Linked DNA regions of Mus musculus: region 1 is linked to region 2. A link is a contact called in public Hi-C data. All regions are on one chromosome and are shown on one strand. Each heading gives the region's core, a stretch centred on a gene start, on an enhancer-like site or on the middle of the called end of the contact. The rest is flanking DNA. Distances are from core to core; before and after follow the strand shown.

Region 1 (6,275 bases), core at 1,175-3,674, 310 kb before region 2:
CTCCTCTCTCATGAAGAGGCCCTTTCCCTCAGCAAGCACATGCTTCCATTCCTTGTGGGGCCTGAAACCATCCCATCAGCCAGGAAGGGGCCTTCAGGGCAGTGATTGCTGCCTTTGGTGGCAGAACTCAAGATCCCCAAAACAGATGGCAGGGACTTTCTGCCATGGGCAGAGGCTGCTGCCTGGACTGCAGAAAGTCTTGCTCAGTCCAGCACAGTCAGACATTGAGTGAACAGCTAGGGCTACCCGGGCAGTCAGTCTGCACAGAAGGTCTCCACTCCAGCGCAGGAAAAAGCAGCCCACCCAGCTTATTGGTGGTATTCAGACAAGCCAGGGAGATGCCCAGTGCTGTAGGAGGCAGCAGACACCAGGGCACCTTTCCCTGGGTTCTGGGAGATGTATGAGGGAGCCTTGCTAGTTGTTGGACTAAAGCACTTTGACACTTTCCTAGGCTAGGGAAGCGTGGGCAGCGCCAGTGGGATCTGAGCCAGCTGTGTCTCTCTGATAGTCGCACGGAGTGGTGTGGGATGTGCAGTGGGGGGAGGGAAAAGAAGGACACTCCACAAGTGATCCCTGGCTGTGCTGTGCCATGCAGAGGGGAGCTGAGTGTTAAGAAGTCTCTATGCTCTGCCAGCCTGCGACTTCCATTAACCATGTGGCTGGCAAATGAGTATTTTAAGATGATGTTGTCCAGAGCTCCTGACTTTGGAGCAAAGCCATTTCCCAGGCAGTACAAGGGTGTTGTTCAAGACATGGCAGCACGGGTGAGGTTGCCAAGACCCTGGGGTCAGCAACCAGCGACAGCACTACAGGCCTGGTATAGTACCTCTGCAGTCTCAAGTCACTTCCCTCACTCGTGTGCACACACGACACTCGCTGACCACCACTGGGCATCTCTTCTCTCTTCTCAAAGCCAAAAATTGGAACAAAGATGGGAGAAGGAATTCTGGGAGGATCTGGGTGGCAAGAAGGAGACTCCCTGCTGCATTGTGGATGCCCAATGCATGCAAGCACTCAGAGGCCCAGAGAACAATGATAAAAATGGCAGCTGAGATTCCAGTGCCCACCAGAGGGCACCACTCACTACAGCCTTCAGACCTAGGCAGAGGATCCCTGGGGAAGCCTGGTTTCTGTGTGAGCACCTGGTCTGCAGTGGTGAGTCCTCAACTCACCAACCTATGGGAAATGCAGCCCACACCCTGTACAGTCAGAGCTGGGACTCTCTCTTTGATCCCAGGAGAAGGAAGATCTGAGGGTGGGGGGTGGAGGTGAGGAGACATCGGGAATGTGTTTCTCAGAGGGGTAGTTTGACACATCTGTGGGCCACATTGCTTGGAGAAGGGTATCCCTCTTCTTCACAGGGCCCTGGTCTTGCTCGGTTAACAGAGTTTGCTGTTATCCATCTCCACAAGTGATGTCATCTGCATGACTGCTGAGCTGTGATGGAATCCCCACTCCTACATGGCCATCTGGGATAATGGTCCCAGAGCTAAGAGGGAGTGCCACCGAGCAGAGCCCAGGACAGCCTCCACTGCTCCCAGAGAGAGAAATGCCCAGCCAAGGGGACTGCTACAGTCCAGAGAGCCTGCAATTTGTTCTTAACATTTCTGGGGATTGAGACCGAGCTTGTAGGAGAGTGGGGTACAATAATGCCACACACTCCAGCCCAAACCCAGGCCTGGGGCTCCTCTGGCTAATGGCTGGTCGTAGCTTAAATATTTGCTCCTCTCCTGAACCTTGATGACCTCTCAGACTTCCATAGCTAAGACCAGCCTGCAGAGAAGCAGGTTCCATGGCAATGGGGGAATGTGGAACAAGGCAGATGTCAGGATCCAGGGGGGCTACTGAGACCAAGACAGGTCAGGCCAAGTCCCCACCACTTGGAATCCATAGACATCTCATGTTAACTAAAGGCATATGAAATGAGGCTTTAGGTTACAGTCTCTTATGGCTGGCTTGTGCACGCATGATAAGCCTAAGATGGCTGAAGGCTTGCTTGCTTTTCAGAGGGCAGGAAACCATGGTACCCTGCTATCACAGTGGGCTAGCCTTGTGACAGTGGGCATATGTGTTCCCTCCACAGACCAGGGTACTTGGTGAGGAATCCTATAGAGAGATCACAGAGGGCGAGTGCAGAGCTGGATGAGCCAGAAGACTTTTCATCTCCCATCCCTGCAGCTCCTTCCTCTCTCTCCTGAGAAGTCTCCTCTGTCCTGGCACCGTGTCCCTCTGTCCTCCTTTCTCCACCATTCCCACTCTTCAGGTTCCGGGCCAGAGAGAAGTCTGGGCACCTCTGCCAGGCCGGGAGGAAGAGAAGTTTCTAAATCCATCACTGGCCCCACATGCAGCTGGCTCTGGCACAGATGCAACCCATCGCTGCCAAGCCAGCTCCCCACGGAGAGGCCCCACCAGGAGGGTGGGCACAATGCCACTTCTGAGAACAGGCCTGGTCAGGCACCAGCTCCTGGGGCTTTGAGATGAGGCAGTGTTAACATTCAGCAAGCATCCGAGGCAAAGTCACAGAATTTTTTGCTAGTGCTGGCATCAGGGTCTGGACGGGGGCTTGTTCTATGTCAGTGAGCCCAGCCCTGGGGGCTGAGGACACAGGGCACAGTGGCTGACTACTGAGGCACAGGGAACATGTGGATTGAGTGTGATCTACCAGAGATCTCCAGGGACCCTCTCATGGGGACCCTCTGTGTAGCCAAGAGACGCTGACCTTGACTCCAGCTTAGTGAGGGTAGGGTATACGCAGACAGGGTAAGGCCCAACAGCTCCCACACTCTTGGGGACATGCCTTTGTCCAAGCCTGGGATTAGGCGTGACAGCCGGGATGCTATATTTGGATGCTGCCATCCAGGGTTGCTGTTGTCCTTACAAAGCACGCAATGGTAGCTGGAAGGAGGGGGCTGTCTCCTCCAGTCTACCCTCCACCCCAGCTTCCAGGCAGCTATCCAAAGCTTGCCTCTCCCCATCCCTTTCTTCCCAAGAAACTGTGACTCTAATAGCAGCCAGCAGACTTACAGGGCCTATCTGCCGGGCTTCCTGAATGTGTCCTTGAGCTGTCCTCCCTGCTGTACCCCTGCATGGGACAACTCATCACACAGGTTACCAACTCACTGTACCACATATGGCCCTCCTGTCCTAGCCCAACCTCTTTCAAGGGACTAGAGAAGGGAAGGATCTGGAACATTCTACTCCTGTAGTGTCCACTCTCAATGCGACTTTGCAATAGCAAGTTACTGTTCACAAAGCCTCCATATTTGCAGCTTTAAGTGGGTCCAGGTGGTTGCCAGCAGCTTGTACTGACAACCTCCACTGAGGATCCCTGCTTCCTGGGAATGCCCCTGAATGCTACTTGTGACGCAGCCTTCTGCCTCTTGCTAATTCGAGGGTCACTGAGACATGCCAGCAGGTGAGATCATTTGTCCCAGGACTTGGCACCGAATTGGCCACCACAGATGTAAGAAGCGACCATTGTCAGGTGTGTAAGATGCCAGACCAGTGTGAAGGACATGGGACAGGATGTGCATCAAGAGTTGTCGATCTATAGCGAGAATGGGAAGCATTGAGGCAGGAACCTCCCGGTGCTCGCTGTCACTGCAGGAAGCCTTACTAACTGGATGGATGGAGGGACTGTCCTTGACTCTGGTTGAAATCTGGGACATGAGACAGGGAGGAAGTTATGCCTGAGAGAAATAGGAAGGGACTTGAAGTTGAAGCTCCCTGAAGAAGGGACAGTGGCCATGGCTTCTCTGTGTACTTTAACTTCCTGTCTTGACATTGTTCCAGGCAGGAGGCTGGTGGCATGCTGGATGCTGGTTAGGAGTGATGTCCATTCCTACCTGCTATTGGGTTAGACCCCAAGGAAGAACATGGGTTCCTTTAAGGGGATACAGCTCTAGGAGGGCAAAGAAGGCCCTGTCCTGCTTAGTCCTTGGTGGTCAGCACCACTGGCCTCGTGCCTGTCACATTCCCAGCAAATAACTACTGAGCAGAGTCAATCACTTGTCTTAAAGCCTTCTCTCAAATACTTAGACCCTTAACTAACTTGTCAACGGATACCCTCTCCAAAGGGGATAATAGCCATGCCACACTGGGACCTCAGCTCCTGCAAAGGTCTGTTCAGTCTTTGAACATGTTAGGCACGGTGTGGCAGCTACTGTCCCCACTGGAAGGGAGAAGCCAACAGCTTCAAGGAATATCTCCTTTATTCAAAACCATCCTGGTTGTAAGCCTGGGTCATAGAAGAGCTGCTATATACCAAAACCTACAGAGCCTCAGACTCATCTGGCTTGGGGGGTTTACTCCCACCCAGGGCCAGCTGCAGAAGGGGACTCAGGTGCCCATCCATGTTCTTTATCCACAATTGGCCTCGATGCAGGCACCAGGCTCTGCTTGCACCTTCCACTTGGCTGTGTCTCAGGAAGGAGTCTTTTGAAATGCTGCCACCCCTTGGATCGTGGAGTCATAAAGGCCAGGCAGAACTTCCACTGTGTCAGTGCTCCAGGTGGCCAGGCCTGGTTCCATGTGACAGCAATGGTAGCACTCTGGTCTGCTGAGGGAAATTATCCTCAGACCTAGGGAGTGGCAAAGGTTAGCTCTTGGCACCATGGTGTCAGCTGACAGTCATTGCAACATCCAACCAGGAAATGTTTTTTACAAAGTGAAAGGCCAGAAGTAAAAACAGACCTTCTAGAAGAATGCAGCCAGAGAGAGGGTGTAGCGGCCAGGAGTAAAAAAGGGTGTAAATGTGGTCAAAGGATGGGTGGGACACAGTCCTTGCAAAGAGCAAGAGGTGGAAGAAGGTGTTAGATTTGCAGAGTCCATGACTGACAGTGTGAGGACACTATCCATCCTTCAAAGACCAGACCTAAGAGTTGCTACACAGGCTGATGTCCACATAGTTGAAGGGAAGCCACCATCATAAGGTTTCATCAACACTTTAAGCTGAAAGTCAGACTTCCAGCCACATATCCATCAACCAGCCAGTCAATCAGCTGTAATTGCTCCATCTTCTCACCTAACATTGACACCAAAAACAATGGAACCCAGGGAGTGGAACTTCAGGGAACATGCAAACTTGTTACCCTGTCAAGCTGTCACGTGAAGGTGGCAGGAAGCACCTTAGGCAATCTGAATTCTGTGAATGTCTTAAACGCACAGCTTATTTCTAATAATAGATTGAATTTTTAGAATCTGTACCGAAGGGAATGAGGGTGTTAAAAAAAATAATAAGACACTTGTAAATTAACAACCCATCTGCAAAGCGAACAAAAGCCAGATCAGAGCCAGGGTTGCTAGGATGAGATGCCAACTCGATGATATGACTGTACAAGAGAGACACAGTAAAACAGTCAAACCAAATAGAGAAGACTGAGGGAGGGGCGGATTTTAAAACATAAAACTGCAGGTGGTGAGGAGTGAGTGGGAGGGGAAGAGAGATGTAGGGAGAGAGGAAGGGAGGGAGAAGGGTTGGAATCAGAAATTGCTGCTTTTGTGGAGAGGGACACAACTTGTATGGATTGTCAAGAAAATAAACACAAGGATACAAATGTGTGTGTTTCACACATCTGGGTTGGCTGGGTGAAAAATAGCTTACCAATATTACAGTCTCACTTAAGAAGAGAAAACATATTTATATCTCAACAATAGGGGGAAACAGTATAGAAAGAGGGGGAACACCTAAGAAGACAAAAGGTGGAGTGTCTGAGGGAGCAAAGAACGCATCCCTTTCCCCATAGGTGCCTTTGAAAGGAGACCCATTGCCATCCACCATGGAGGTGAATCCCAGCAATCGTGCAGGAGAAATACTGACAACAGGAACACAGAGGACCATCAGAGAGCCAGCAGCCAGCAGCTGAAATGTCGCCTGCCAATGTCAGTAGGAGACTAAGCATCACCAGAAGCTGAAGCCAACGAGATTCTGTGATGAGAGTTAGGCGGTAGCCTTGACAATACCAGGTCACACCGTGGCAGGCCCAGAACAGAGCGGGAGTGCGCATGCAGATCCCTGATAGAAAAGTAAGACAGAAAATGATTCTTAAATGTATTAGAATTGGAGACTCTAATACCCATTGTTATGTCCAGAAAATGGAGCTGCCCGGCGCAGGGACCGGCGCTCACTGGGTGAAGTGCTTAGGTCCCAAAAGTTCCTTAAGAGAAAAATGAAGCTTCAAAATATACCCAGGGAAGGTTGTTGCTCTGTGGTGCCACACTGAGCACCGCCCACAGAGGATTACTAAGGCTCCATGCTGCCTGCCCCTGAGAAAGGC
Region 2 (6,248 bases), core at 3,382-5,881:
AGCTTGCCATTCCTAGGAAACAGTAATGAATATGGCATGTAGCTTTGGGACAGCCAGGAAGCCACCATGGCTTTGGAGATGTTCTGAGTATCACATGGTGAAGAGCACACACTGGTAACACACCTCTGGTCTGCTCACACCTATAGGGGCTTTCCAGTGGAGGCATTTACATCTGGGGCTGAGGTCTGGAAGACTCAGCCTTCCTTCTGGATGCCCTGCAGTTTTCTCCTTTCCTGGTATCCAGCTTGCTGTGACAGGATGAAATCAGGTCCTCGAGGAAATGAGCACACTGGGGAACAGAGCCCAAGACCATTCAACCCTTAGCTCCTGGGGGCCTTGATCTGCACACCCCAGCTACAGCCTGAGATGGAGACAGGGCAGAAGAGTGGCCAGGTTCTCCCAACAAAGGCGTGGTATAGTTAAGCCAAGCAAGAGAGACGTCCCCTCCTTTCATCTGGCCACAGCGAAATCCACCTATCTTAAGGCCAGAAAAACAGAGGCTGTGGTGTCAGGACAGTGTAGTTCTGAGGCTGCTGCCACAGAGCTCTGGGACACAGTGCATCTACATCTATCATGGCTTTGTTCACCCATGAAGTCCTTTGGGGTCCTCACTGGCTGAGCCCAGTGAGAAGAGAGGCCGAGGATGGTGGTGTTGGTACTGCCAGGGAGACAGAAGAGAGTAGAGGAGAGTACACAGAAGTTTCTGACTTCAGGAGAACTCTGGCCTTGGATTTCTTGGGCCTTTGGGGATGTCACATGTCCTAATTAGGTAGCAACTGGCAGTTTAACTGTCCTGGCAGGGTGATGGCTATTCTCGAGAGAGACATTCGAGCTGCTCCATCAGACTATTAAAACAAAATCCATACAAAATAACAAGTTTTCTTGGGAATCTCATACTTAGTAAAGCAAAAGGCTAGGACCCCAGTGCCAGCCAGAGGAGGAGCTTGTCTCCCAGGAAGAGATTTCAGTTTGAACTCAGAACACCTTCCAGGAGACTGGAGCCCAGAGGACGATGGCCCACCTTGATGGAGGCTGCTTAGTTATGTGCGTTTCTAGCTCTCCGCTTAAACCTGCATCTCATGCCAGCACCTCAGGCTGGACTTTCAGGGGCCACTAAACTTCTTGATCTCTCCATCCCTCCCAGTGTGGTCACCCGGAGTGAATCTTCTTTTATGCCTTACATTATTAAGTGTCTCGATAAACAGCCAATTGGTGAGCAATGGCAGAGCCTGGCTTGTTAGGGCTGCGAGGACCCAGCCTTGTGCTCCAGAGCATAGCAATGGTGTGAGCAGCTGTCAACTCTATTCTAGGGCACCTATGCCACAGGCTGCGTGGGCTCTTAGCATTTTGGAGGAAGAGGTTGAGACTAAGGGGATTTTCAGTGCACCCCCAGCACCATGCAGTTACAGTTACACTCTCAGCGTCCATGTCTGGCCTCAGCAATGGCTGTTGAGTAAGTCAAAAGAGCCCCCAGCTTCTGCTGTCACTCCTAAGTCAGGTGAGTTCTGGGTAGCATATCTGTGCACCCGGGCAGTTATTAATCCTAGGAGAAAGGCCTCCCCTTTAGCAGTGGAAAAGGGACCTTGAACTTTGGGAGATGGTCTAGAGAGTGTGGGAGGGGGGTGCCAGCCACCTGGGCATCATGCCAAGCCCATTCTGTTTTGCAGCCCCAGCTGAGAGCTGCTCCCCTGCTCATGATGCTTAACACTGGCTTCGGATGACATGGGAATGCTATAAGCCTTAGACTATATGAGGCTCTGCAGGAGGCATCCTTTCTGTGACCCGAGCCAGTCTCTACAGCTGGCCTGTGGGCAAGTGGTGCTTCCGATATACTGTGATGACAGAGGAGGGCCTGAGGTTCAGGGAGGTGGTGACGTTACAAAAGGGCCCTGGGCAGTGCATGGTGGGGCAGTCTGAGGCAAGCAAGACTTTTGTGTCATTTTGCTTCACAGTATCTCCTTAAAGGCCACCAGGCTACTGAGGTCTCTGAGTGGCTGGAGGCCATTGATTTAGTGATGCTGAGCTAGTCTCTCGGACGGAGCCACCTGAACTCCTTCAGACACCAGAAGTCCCTTGGACTCTGCCTTTTGAGATGCCCTTTCCTTTCCTGGTCCAGGCAACAGGCATCCTCATCTGGGATACGTATTTCAACCATCCTTCACTTCTGTTTTCTACCCTGCAACCAAACACGCCCTTTACCTCACCAGATTCCTGATTACCCCTAGAGGAAGGAGGTGGAGAGAGCCAGGGCTTCAGGGCCAACAGCCTTAGTGGTCCCTGCCTACAGGTTTCCCTGGTGCAGGGCTTAACTGACAAGTCTCCCTGAGCAGGATGGATGGTTGCTTCAGGCATCTGGTGCCCTCTTCTGGCTAGTTTGGGTTACTGCGTGGGCTCTAAGGGCCCAAGGGACCTAGTAGCAATTAATGTCTGCTAGTGAAACTTCCACCCATGGAGCCAGGTGTCCAGCCCCTGTGATGATAGCCCCACCTTTGCATCCTGTGGTAGGTGGGAATCCCACTAAGATCTCTGTTTCTCTCAAAGATTCAATGTCCCATCCCTGTTGTCTTCCATCATGGCTGGGTTCAGCTGTTGCTACCTTCTTGATTCTAACTTGGGCTTCATTTTCAAAAGTGTTGCCTTTTTATAAATGAGCAGGTTACAATGTTAGGGGTTAGGGCCACAGGAATCAATATGAAGTGCTATGGCAGGATAGATCCATGGGTCATGGTTCCCTTCAGGGAGTGAAACATTTACCGAGTGTCCTGGTGCTTTATGTCAACTTGACACAAGCTGAAGTCATCTGAGAGAAGGGAACTCCAATTAGGAAAATGGCCCCCAGAAGATCTGGGTGGTAGGCAAGCTTGTGAGGCAATTTCTTAATTAGTGATTGATTGGGGGAGGGCCCAGCCCATTGTTGCTGATTCCATCCCTGGATTCTATAGGAAAGCAGACTGAGCAAGCTCTAAGGAGCAACCCTGTAAGCAGCCCCGACCCCTACGGCCTGCATTAGATCCTGAATCCAGGTTCCAACCCTGTGTGAGTTCCTGCCCTCACTCCTTTTGATAAAGAGCTGTTTTATATGGAACTGTGAGCAAAATCAATCCTTTCCTCCCAAATTGCCTTTGGTCAAGGTGTTTCTGCATAGCAATAGTAACCCCAACCATGACAGGGAGGTTTGTAGAGCTGCCTGTGCTACGAACGGGAAAGAATGGAGGTGCTGTGGCAATATGGCTCCTTGAAGGATCTTTGTGATCTGGGTCTTGACTCAGGTGGCGTTCACATGAATTGTACCTGCAGTAAAAACCACTAAGAACTCAACATGTGTGTGCATGCACACACGCACACAAACACACAGGTACAGAAACACCCCCCCTCCACCCCCCCCACATGCACACACGTAGATGCACACAGATACTCAGAGACTGATGCATAAGATACCCAGTCTCTCTCTCTCTCTCTCTCTCTCTCTCTCACACACACACACACACACACACACACACACACACACGCACACAGATACTCAGACATGGACACATATACCCAGTCTCTCTCTCTCTCTCTCTCTCTCTCTCTCTCTCTCACACACACACACACACACACACACACACACACGCACACAGATACTCAGACACTGACACATATACCTAGTCTCTCTCTCTTACACACACACATACACACACACAACACACACACAGAGCTGTGTATTATGTAAGATTAGAGAACCTAAGCCAAAAGTGCATTGATTTCTGCTATTTACCACATGTGAGTTGACAATTACCTCAAAGTAAAAAAAAAAAAAAAAAATGTTACAATGTAAGAAAGTTAAAATGTAGGGGGGTTCTGAGAGAAATGAGCTTGTGCACAAAATGTCTGTGGAAACCCAGCAAGAGATGGTCTACAAGTAAGTAGGGAAGCACGCTGTCACGCATGCTTATCATGGAGCCTATGTTGCAATAGAAAGAGTAAACTGCGGGCTTGCAGAGCAGCTTTGTGAGCGCCACCTACATTGTCCCATGTGAAGGAGACACAAAGCGCTATAGAGGATGGTTCTGTGAACCTGAGTCTTACAGGCTTACAGCTTAGATACATGGCTGCCTGGGCTCAGGGTCAAGAATGGCTGCCACAGAATTGCAAGCATCTCCTAGGTTGAAGGAAGTGCCTTGCCTCTTGCTGAGGTGGTGGCTATGTGTTTTAACATATTCACTAGACTCACATACAAGAGGGTCGGGATTCACTGAGCTAGACATTTCAAGCAGTGCATCTTGCTGTATGTGAATAATATCTACGTGGGAAGAATAGTTTATCCAAAATCCAAGTGGGAGGTTTTGGCTCAGTGCTGGAACAGGTAACTGATGGTAATTTTATAGGAAACTTTCCCATGTTCCATGGACAACTGCTGGAGATTTATTGCTTCAAGTATTTCTCTGTCCTGTGTAGATAATTTAACTCATCCCAGCTGGGCCCTAACAATCCCATCCGCTGTGGTCTCGTGCGGCTCATCAGCTATTTAAAAACTTCCACAGCCAAGAGACTTCTGGCACTGGAATTATATACATCAGTGTCCTGGGGTGAGCTCCCACCCCCCCCTCTTGTTCATTTCTTACTCACACGAAGTTCCTTCAGGATGGAAGCAAGATGTGTGTGACTTAAGCTCTTTCTTCCCCCCAGGGATGAGTCTGCTGAGGCGGATATGGCGGAACACCACTTAGATCTTTCTTCCAAAGGAACATGCTGGAAAGCTGGAGGCGGGAGTTGGCTGGCAGCCTCTGCTTCAGCACCCTCAGCATCTTTTGTGGTGTGTGAGCCTTAGCCCTTTCTGCAGGCAACTCCATACTTCTCTGGAAACTCTGGGACCAGACAGAGCAGACAGAGTCTGGTGCTTCTGCCCAGTGCACTCCTCCGCAGGACTGCTTGCTTAGCTCACATAGCATCATGGGCTGAGACTCTCTCTCCAGGGCCAGGCTCCATGCCATCAGAAGCCTTCTCTCTCTATACCAGCTTTTTTCTTCTCTTGTGGGCTTTGCCCACTGCAATCTCTGCCAGCGTTATCTGCCTCTGCTGTGCCTCCCCAAAGACCAAAACCATCTGCCCATTAGATACTCTTTGTAGCCAAGGTCTGAATGGAACAATAAAACATGACCCAGCAGGTCAGCTGGAGGCCCAAGATGCAGAGGTATTTCCATGTGGTGTGGAAGGAGGTGGTATCCAAAGTGGAGGAGGGGAGGGGAGAGAGGAGGGAAGGACAGACAGATAATACACATGCACAAGAGGCAGGGGGGGAGGGAAAGGGAGAGAGAGGGAGGGAGGGAGGGAGAGAGAGGGAGGGAGGGAGAGAGAGAAAGAGAGTCAGACAGAGTCTTCTTCACTGGTCTTCCCCAGACCTTCTCTAGTGCCTGTGTGACTGAGCCACCCAGAAGTTAGAAGACAATGGTTTGGGAACAGTTATCCGTCACTGCCAAGCATGGGAAGGGAAGCCCAGATGTGAATCTAAGTGAATCCCAGTGATCAGGACGCCTCCCAGTTTCTCATCCTGCTAATACACTAGAACCTCCCAGGATTCTGCATAAGGTTAGTGGCACACAGTCCAGAGGTAGTCCTGGATAGAGATGGCAATGTGCAATGTCCACACTGAAACCAGAGGAGGACAGGAGGTGTTTCTCCATGGCTCTCTTCACTCTGCTCTATGCTTGGACATGAGAAACATCTCAAAACGGGGGAGAGGGGAGCCCCAAACCTTTAACTGGAATGCTCATCTTTAGTGAAAGACACAGGCAAGATTCTGCCTGCCTTACTTCTTCCCAGAACACAACCAAACAGCCTCCTCTTTATCCATGCAGAGTCAGCCATCAAGATGATGGGACCCCCATCTACAGCATCCTGCCCAGGCTGCCATCTTGGTGGGGATGGAGGCTTGTGCCCCTGGCAGGCTTCCCTTCACGATCTACCGTCTGTGGCTTATCCTGTCTTACAACTCCCGAGTGAGCCTCTCAAGTTTAAAACATCTGACCCTGGGCATGCCCAGCTACTTGGTTGGCTGAGGTAGGAGGGCTGTTGAGCCCAAAAGTTTAGGGACAGTCTGGGGACATAATGAGACCCTGGAGAGAGGTAGGTGGCAAGGGGTGGAGGTGGGGAGGATTGAGGGAGGGAGAGAGAAGAAGGGGAGGAGGAGGGGAGAAAAGCTTCGTAACATACACATGTCCGACAGGCTTAGGGCGTTGTGACTTCCTTGCTGTGGTTGGGTGACCATG

The links. Hi-C and Micro-C count contacts between places; a contact is called where the count stands out from the background.
Region 1: a contact with region 2 is called in a Hi-C map of cerebral cortex, with 2.6 times the contacts expected there. The contact joins two enhancer-like sites. A contact is called at or near these places in 5 of 39 promoter capture datasets (embryonic stem cells, liver, stem cell-derived epiblast-like cells and 1 more) and 1 of 484 Hi-C or Micro-C datasets (cerebral cortex).

The regions. Positions count from the first base shown.
Region 1 is chr1:91,206,135-91,212,409 of GRCm38.p6, reverse strand. The region is part of intron 2 of Ramp1 (receptor (calcitonin) activity modifying protein 1); the gene reads right to left. Among named protein-coding and RNA genes, the nearest start is that of Ramp1, 29 kb to the right of the region's middle. Within about 2 kb of position 2,424, at least 78 of the 459 cell types and tissues checked have an H3K27ac peak or open chromatin away from gene starts, as enhancers often do. A contact at or near this core is called in cerebral cortex, where this site is marked.
Region 2 is chr1:90,902,659-90,908,906 of GRCm38.p6, reverse strand. It overlaps Gm35381 (a long non-coding RNA gene), which reads left to right. Exons shown (of 6, transcript XR_387263.3): 2 at 4,669-5,173; 3 at 5,380-5,568; 4 at 5,838-6,039. Among named protein-coding and RNA genes, the nearest start is that of Gm35381, 3.3 kb to the left of the region's middle. Within about 2 kb of position 4,631, at least 41 of the 459 cell types and tissues checked have an H3K27ac peak or open chromatin away from gene starts, as enhancers often do. A contact at or near this core is called in cerebral cortex, where this site is marked.